Regions from separate parts of the Canis lupus genome. Here region 2 is linked to region 1. The links are chromatin contacts, called in public Hi-C maps. All regions are on one chromosome and are shown on one strand. The core of a region is the stretch at or near the end of the contact, and the rest is flanking DNA. Distances in the headings are between cores, read along the strand shown. Region 1 holds the start of MTR (methionine synthase). Region 2 holds the start of HEATR1 (HEAT repeat-containing protein 1).

Evidence for each region. Hi-C and Micro-C count contacts between places; a contact is called where the count stands out from the background.
Region 2: a Hi-C map of blood shows a contact between it and region 1, with 4 times the contacts expected there. The contact joins the promoter of HEATR1 here to the promoter of MTR in region 1. A contact is called at or near these places in 4 of 9 Hi-C or Micro-C datasets (amygdala, blood and skin fibroblasts).

Annotation. Positions count from the first base shown.
Region 1 is chr4:3,698,148-3,701,355 of UU_Cfam_GSD_1.0, forward strand. MTR (methionine synthase) reads right to left here and starts at 1,378. Exons shown (of 33, transcript XM_038533820.1): 1 at 953-1,378. The coding sequence starts at 986.
Region 2 is chr4:3,870,456-3,873,613 of UU_Cfam_GSD_1.0, forward strand. HEATR1 (HEAT repeat-containing protein 1) reads left to right here and starts at 1,341. Exons shown (of 45, transcript XM_038533827.1): 1 at 1,341-1,460; 2 at 1,730-1,903; 3 at 2,481-2,697. The coding sequence starts at 1,762.

The DNA.
Region 1 (3,208 bases), core at 128-2,627:
AGTCACGAGGCAGAGGTATCATTCAAAGAAGTACCACCTCTTCTTTTATGGCAACAGTGATAAAGTGTTTCTGTCACATTTCCACTGGTTTCAAGCACAATTTTACCAGTCCCATATCAGAACCCTAGAATACCAATAGGGTCACTAGCTCACCTCTGATAAATGCCCTTCTGAGTTCTGAATTCAGTATTCACCCCCTCCCTTGACTATTTCGTCACAGCCAGCGGCTGTCTGGTCCGTATGACTATTCTCTTCTTTCTACATTTCCTACCTCATTCGTCCCGTGTTTTTATGGGTATGTCTGACCCCAAATGTTAACCAGGGATGACCTCCGAGACCCAGCGCTCATTATAAAGCTGAAATGACTGCCAGTTCTTGAGCTAGACCAGTTTTTTGTCGGTGTTGACCTCAGAGCCACCAGTTTCAGAATCCCCTGAGATGACTCCTCCCCATCACGACCCACGATCTGCCCGTTTTACACAGTGTTTCCCTGCACACTGCAGCCTGCAGAACTTCTGCTCCACCCCTGGTGTGGAAAGGAAGCGTTCGCTCAAGTTTTAAATAGTTCTTGGGTTTCCTTATCTGTCTCCCAACGGATCAGGAAGCTCCCTTCGGATGAGCACAGCAGGTGCTCAACAAACACGTGGTTAGTAACGGCGTCAGCTCAGGGCAAGCTCCCACCGCGCCCTGCCGGGCCGTGCTGCCCCGGACCGCACAGCTGCTCCCACGCTAGGAGCGTGCGTCGGGCGCTCGGGGAGAGCGCGGTGCTCGGCGGCCGCGGGCGGTCGGCCGGGCCGGGGAGGAGGGGAGCAGGTGCGGAGGGATCGAGCGGCGCCGCGGCGCTCCTCGGCGCTCCTCCGCCCTCCCGCCCGCGGGGACAGCCCCAGGGGTTCGGAGCCCCCGGCGGGAGCCACCAAACCACCGCACCCCGGAGAGCGGGCGGCAGCGTTACCGGAAGGCGTCAGCGCGGGCAGCGCCGGGGACATGACGCCGAGTCTCCTCCTCCGCGGGCCAGCGGCGAAGCCGGGAAGTCGCACTCTGCGCAGGAGGGCACGGCCAAAAGCGACGCCAGCCAGCGACGCGGAGCCGGCCCCGAGGCCCGGGTCGCTGGAGCCCCCGAGGGGCCCGGAGCCCGCCGCGCGGCACCTGCCGTGGACTGGACCCGGGGCGGCGCGGCGCGGCGCGGCGGGGACAGGCGCGTCCTCGGCCTCCGCCACGCTACAGCACGTGCTTTCTCCCCGCTACCCCGCCTGTCCTCGGCGCGGGGCTGGCGGCCTCGCACGCGCGACCCGAGGCCGGCTCGCGAGAAAGGCGCGGGCTGGACCCGACGCGGAGGACGACGCGGCGCCCCGGGCACGGGAGCGAGCACCTCAGGCCCCCGGGGCTTTGGGACACCTTACGACGCCGTTAGTGTCTGCGCTCAATCTAGCCTCTGTGCGGGAGGTCCCGCCCCTCCGGCCTGTGATTGGTCAGTCCGAGCACGTCGCGGCTGTATTGGTTGATCTAGTTCAGCCAATCGCCTGAGGGCTCGCCCCACGGCTCTATGGGAGATGTAGTCCAAGGTCCAGCGCAGTCGGTGTTGCCGGAGCCCAAAAGTCCCAAGTCCAGCGGAGGTTGGACGCACCTCCGAGCCCGACGTCCGGAAGTGTGACCGCCGTGGCCTCTCCAAGTTTAAGTCCTGCTATGAAGCTGGCGCTGGCTTGGTCGTGTCGTGGCGTCAAGAGCCGGGAATTTGGAATCCGAGGAGCAAGTTCTAGTCACGTTTTGCTATTGACTGGCGCTGTGCGAGATCATTAGACTCAGCCTCACCGCGCTACGGGCAGCAGAGGAGAGGGTGGCAGTTACTGCTACTTCATCAGGTAGGTTGTCGTGGGAAGACAAATGAGACCATGCGAATACGCTGTGAAAACACACGTTTATGGCCACTTACTGGCAGTATCACTATTGAACACTTAGCGCTGTGAGGTGCATCGGGCTACTCACTTGCAACGCAAAGGAAGACGAGCTGCGTCACGCGCACACACACCCCCCTCTGTCTTGGGGAAAGGACTCAGTAACTGGGAAAAACTAGCCGCGGAACAGGGAAAGTGAGAACCACTTTGTGCCCAAAGAGCTGCGGTCCTCCCCGAGTGTTGGGGGAAAGCTTCAAGGAAGTGACTGAGACTTGAAATAGGAGCATGTGCCCAGCAAGTAAGGCCATTCCAGAGCAGAGAAACTCCCCGAGTAGAACAGTACTTGAGAGAATTTGAAAATAAAGGATGCCTCTGGAAGGATGAGCATGGTTGATGGGAGGAAAACAAATGGATCTGGAATAAAATGGAGACCAAATTGTGTGAAGTTTACTAATCTTTTTCTTTTTGAGGTACCGATTTGCAGGCCATTTTCATCTTACTGTATGTAATTATACCTAAGTTTCGTACACCTAAAAAATTAGGGCAGCCCGGGTGGCTCAGTGGTTTAGCGCTGCCTTCAGCCGAGGGCGTGATCCTGGAGACCCGGGATCGAGTCCCACATCGGGCTCCCTGCGTGGAGCCTGCTTCTCCCTCTGCCTGTGTGTCTGCCTCTCTCTCTCTCTCTCTGTGTGTGTGTGTGTAAATAAATAAAACCTTTTTAAGGAAGTTCTGTTAAAAAAAAAAAGAGTATAATAATGATGGGTCTTTAGCATCTTTACTGAAAATGGTCCCACTTGGAGAGCAAAAACTGATGTGGGAGAGAATGGAACAAAAAAGAGTGTGGGAGGGAGAGGATGGCCTTGAAACTGAAGATCTTGTTAAGATTGTAAGGTTTCAAATTCTCACTTGTCTCACAGGTTTGTTGATGTGTCCCTTGGGTTAAAAATCTTTTAGGTACCTAGTTACTTAGTATTCTCCATCTTAGCAATTCCTCTTACTTAGGAATTGTGGATCAGGCTCTGTATTTAGCTAGTCATCAGATGTTCACTTTGTCAGCTAAAACTGACCAGACCCGGTGTTCTCTTGGTCTTAAAAGGGTAACAAATAAGGGTAAAGGGGCAGTGAATTCCTCCTACAAAAACTCACACAACTTAAAAGTTCCAAGGGGCTCATGGGTGGCTCAGTCCGTTAAGCATCTACCTTCAGCTCAGGTCATGATCTCAGAGTCCTGGGATAGAGCCCTGCATCCAGCTCCCTGCTCAACAGGGAGTCTGTTTCTCTCCCTTTCCCTTTGCCCTCCTGCCCACTTATGTACT
Region 2 (3,158 bases), core at 91-2,590, 170 kb after region 1:
TTTTCTTACTACTTTAACGTCTCCCTAAGCTGATTGCTCTTGTGATGGCAAAATTCCCTTGACACATTAGGACAAAAAAAAAAAAAAAAAAAAAAAATTGAGAGATCTGTTTGTGAAGGTAAAGTAGATACCACCAGGACTTTTAAAAGTCCTGTTACCCTCTTAAGGCAATTAATACCACATGAAAAAGAAGATTATTAACTATCTGTAGGAATAACTGAAGAGATTTTTGGGTTGTTCTGAATGCTCTTAAAGCAAAACAACAACAAGCTCTGTTAATAGAAGACTAGAATGTGCACTGAGCATAGAAGCAGGGAGCCCCCAAATGTGCAACTGTTTCCAACAATCTTCAGGGAAGAGAGCTGTTGAAAGACTAACGTCTTGGTACCGAAAAGTTCATCTCTTGAGAGACACGAATGTATCCAGAAAAGGCATAGGAGGACATCCGATCATTCCTGCGTCCTGTGTAGCTCCTTGGAGAGAACTCTCATTTGCAGCACTTACACATTGCTTTGGAGACAGAGGGTGGTGTGTTCACTTGGGACAGTCTCCGGCCACATTCACCTCTAATGATGCCGAGGCCAGCAGGCGGGTGCTTGGGGCCTGGAGTGGGATGGGGATCACCGCGAAGGAGCAAGAGGGAACTTCCAGGGGTGGCGAACACTTTCTATGTCTTGACTGGGGAGATCGTTATGCCTCCCTCTTCATTTGTTGCAACCCCTAGAACTTTTGAGCTGTGGTAGCGAATGCGGTTTGTAGGTTGTATCGCAACGGGGTTAACTATAGAAGAAGAAGAAGAAGAAGAAGAAAAAAAAAAAAATCCCAGCGTGTGGTCTCCAGAAATGCAAAGTGGTTACAAGAAGGTCCCCTCCAGCTCCAAGGCAGCGGCGTGCAGGGTTTACAGAGCGCTCCCACGGCGCGACCCGCAGCTCATCTCACGAAGTTCCTAGCCTTTCTCTGCTTGGTGGAGGAGGTCACAGACTCGGAGAGACGAAAGAGCTCGGGGAGCTCACACAGCGCAGGGGCGCCAGCGCGGGCCTTGAGCGCAGCCGACGTGACTTCACAGCTCACATTTTTAAGCCCTGGCGCCATCTGTGGTACACAGTAAGCTCTGGATAAATATAGGCGTCAAAAGAAAGGTTCCAGTTACAGATCCGTAACGCTCACGGGAGCTCGCCCCGCACCGAAGCCTTCCGGCGCCCACCGCGGGGCGCCCACTCGGAGCCCGCAGCGGAGGAGCCGCTGGGAGGCGGAAGGGGCGGGGCTTCCACCCAGAGAGGCGCAGTCAGCCTATCGCCTTTCTGACAAGCTTGTACTTCTTCTCTTGCCGTAGTGCCTGGGGCCGGAAGCTCTCCCAGCGTGCTTTGCGTTTCCGGGCGAGAGCCGGCCGCTCGGGCAGCGTGTGGGAGCTGCTGTGAGGTCTGGTTAGTCTGTACGCGCCTCCCCGAGTCAAGTTCTCGGTAAGCAGGGGCTTTAGCGAAGTAGGCGTTATCCCAAGGGAGGGTGTCGAGTCCTGCGGAGTCGGGGCTGAAGCAAGCCATGGCGCGGCCTCAGGGGCTTTAATTAAAGCTGCTGCTGTGGTGTCTGCTCCGCGGAGGCCGTGCGTCCCGGGCCAGAGGGGTGCGGCGCCGGCTGCGAGGGAGGTTACTTGTATGTGAGGCGTCCGAGGCTCCCAGTTAAGCCACCTTGCAGCTTCCTGGAGACTTTTCACGGTGGTTTTGTTTCCTAGCCGGTGTTTTTAGAAATCTGCCGGCGTCAGAGATGACGTCCTTAGCCCAGCAACTCCAGCGACTCGCCCTCCCTCAGAGTGACCGCAGCCTGTTATCAAGAGATGAAGTTGCTTCTTTGTTGTTTGACCCCAAGGAAGCGGCCACCGTCGACAGGGACACCGCCTTTGCCATTGGTGAGCGATCCACCCGTTAACTGAGAAAATCTGTGAAGCATTTCTCGCGGATGTGACTATCGTTTTCTCTTCTGACCCTCCCTCTTCCTTAACAGTTTCTAACTTGTTGGATTCTGTTGTTCAGGGAGAGAGAATGACAGCCATGTTCTAGATGCTTGAAAACTGTGCAGGTACCGGTATCTAAATTTCCCAGATGAAGAAACAAGGTTAGGGAAGTTAATTTGTAGAGCGAAGAAGGACAGCTCAAAAAGGGAGGAGGCGGTGGCTGGGCTGCAGGAGGCCTGGTTACTGAAAGGGTATTTTTGTTGTTGTTGTTGTTGTTGTGTTATGTTGTGGGATTTTTTGTTTGTTTGCTTTTTAAAAGACTGGCTCCTGCCAGGCAGAACTTTCTATTTCTCCTGGTTGGAAAGATAGGATTTATCTTTTATGTTGAAAACTAGAAATCTGTGTTTGGGACTGTATCATAGATTATACTTGCCGAAGAAATACAGAGATTTTGGGGGTAAGTAAAACTGTAAAAGAGGAGCGAGATGAGTTTGCTTGCAAAGAATTGTTAAATAAACCGGCCTTTTCCTAGGATGCACTGGCCTGGAAGAGCTGCTGGGGATCGACCCTTCCTTTGAGCAATTTGAAGCACCGTTGTTCAGCCAGCTAGCAAAAACACTGGAGCGCAGCGTTCAGACCAAAGCAGTGAACAGACAGCTGGATGAAAACATTTCATTATTTCTTATTCATTTGTCTCCTTACTTCCTGCTGAAGCCAGCACAGAAGTGTCTGGAGTGGTTGATTCACAGGTAGCATATAAAATTTATAGAAAGAATTACGGGCTAACAGCTTTGACCTTTTTAAAAAACTTAAGCAACGAGAGCACTTAAACCCACTTAAAGCTGAGAAATTAGGTCTGTTAAGAGATTAACACCATCTCTGTTGGGTTAGGTAAGCATGCCTCCTTGTTAAACTCAACTTTTGTTGATATCGAGAACTAGAACTCTTGGGGATCTAGTTAATAGGCCAGCTTGAGTTGTTCTAAGGAGCTCATGTTTACTTTGCCATGACAAATTGTTACTGCATACTTGAAGCAAAGAGAATCTGAAACCTCTTTCTTGCCCAAATAACCAAACCAATGCTTTGGGAGGAGGCAAATAGTATTCTCTAAAATATTGTAACTTAAGAAAAACAACAATAGCTAATATGTATTGAACATTTTTGTACCAGCTTCTGTTGTAAGCACTTTGCATGCACTATCTCAATGTTC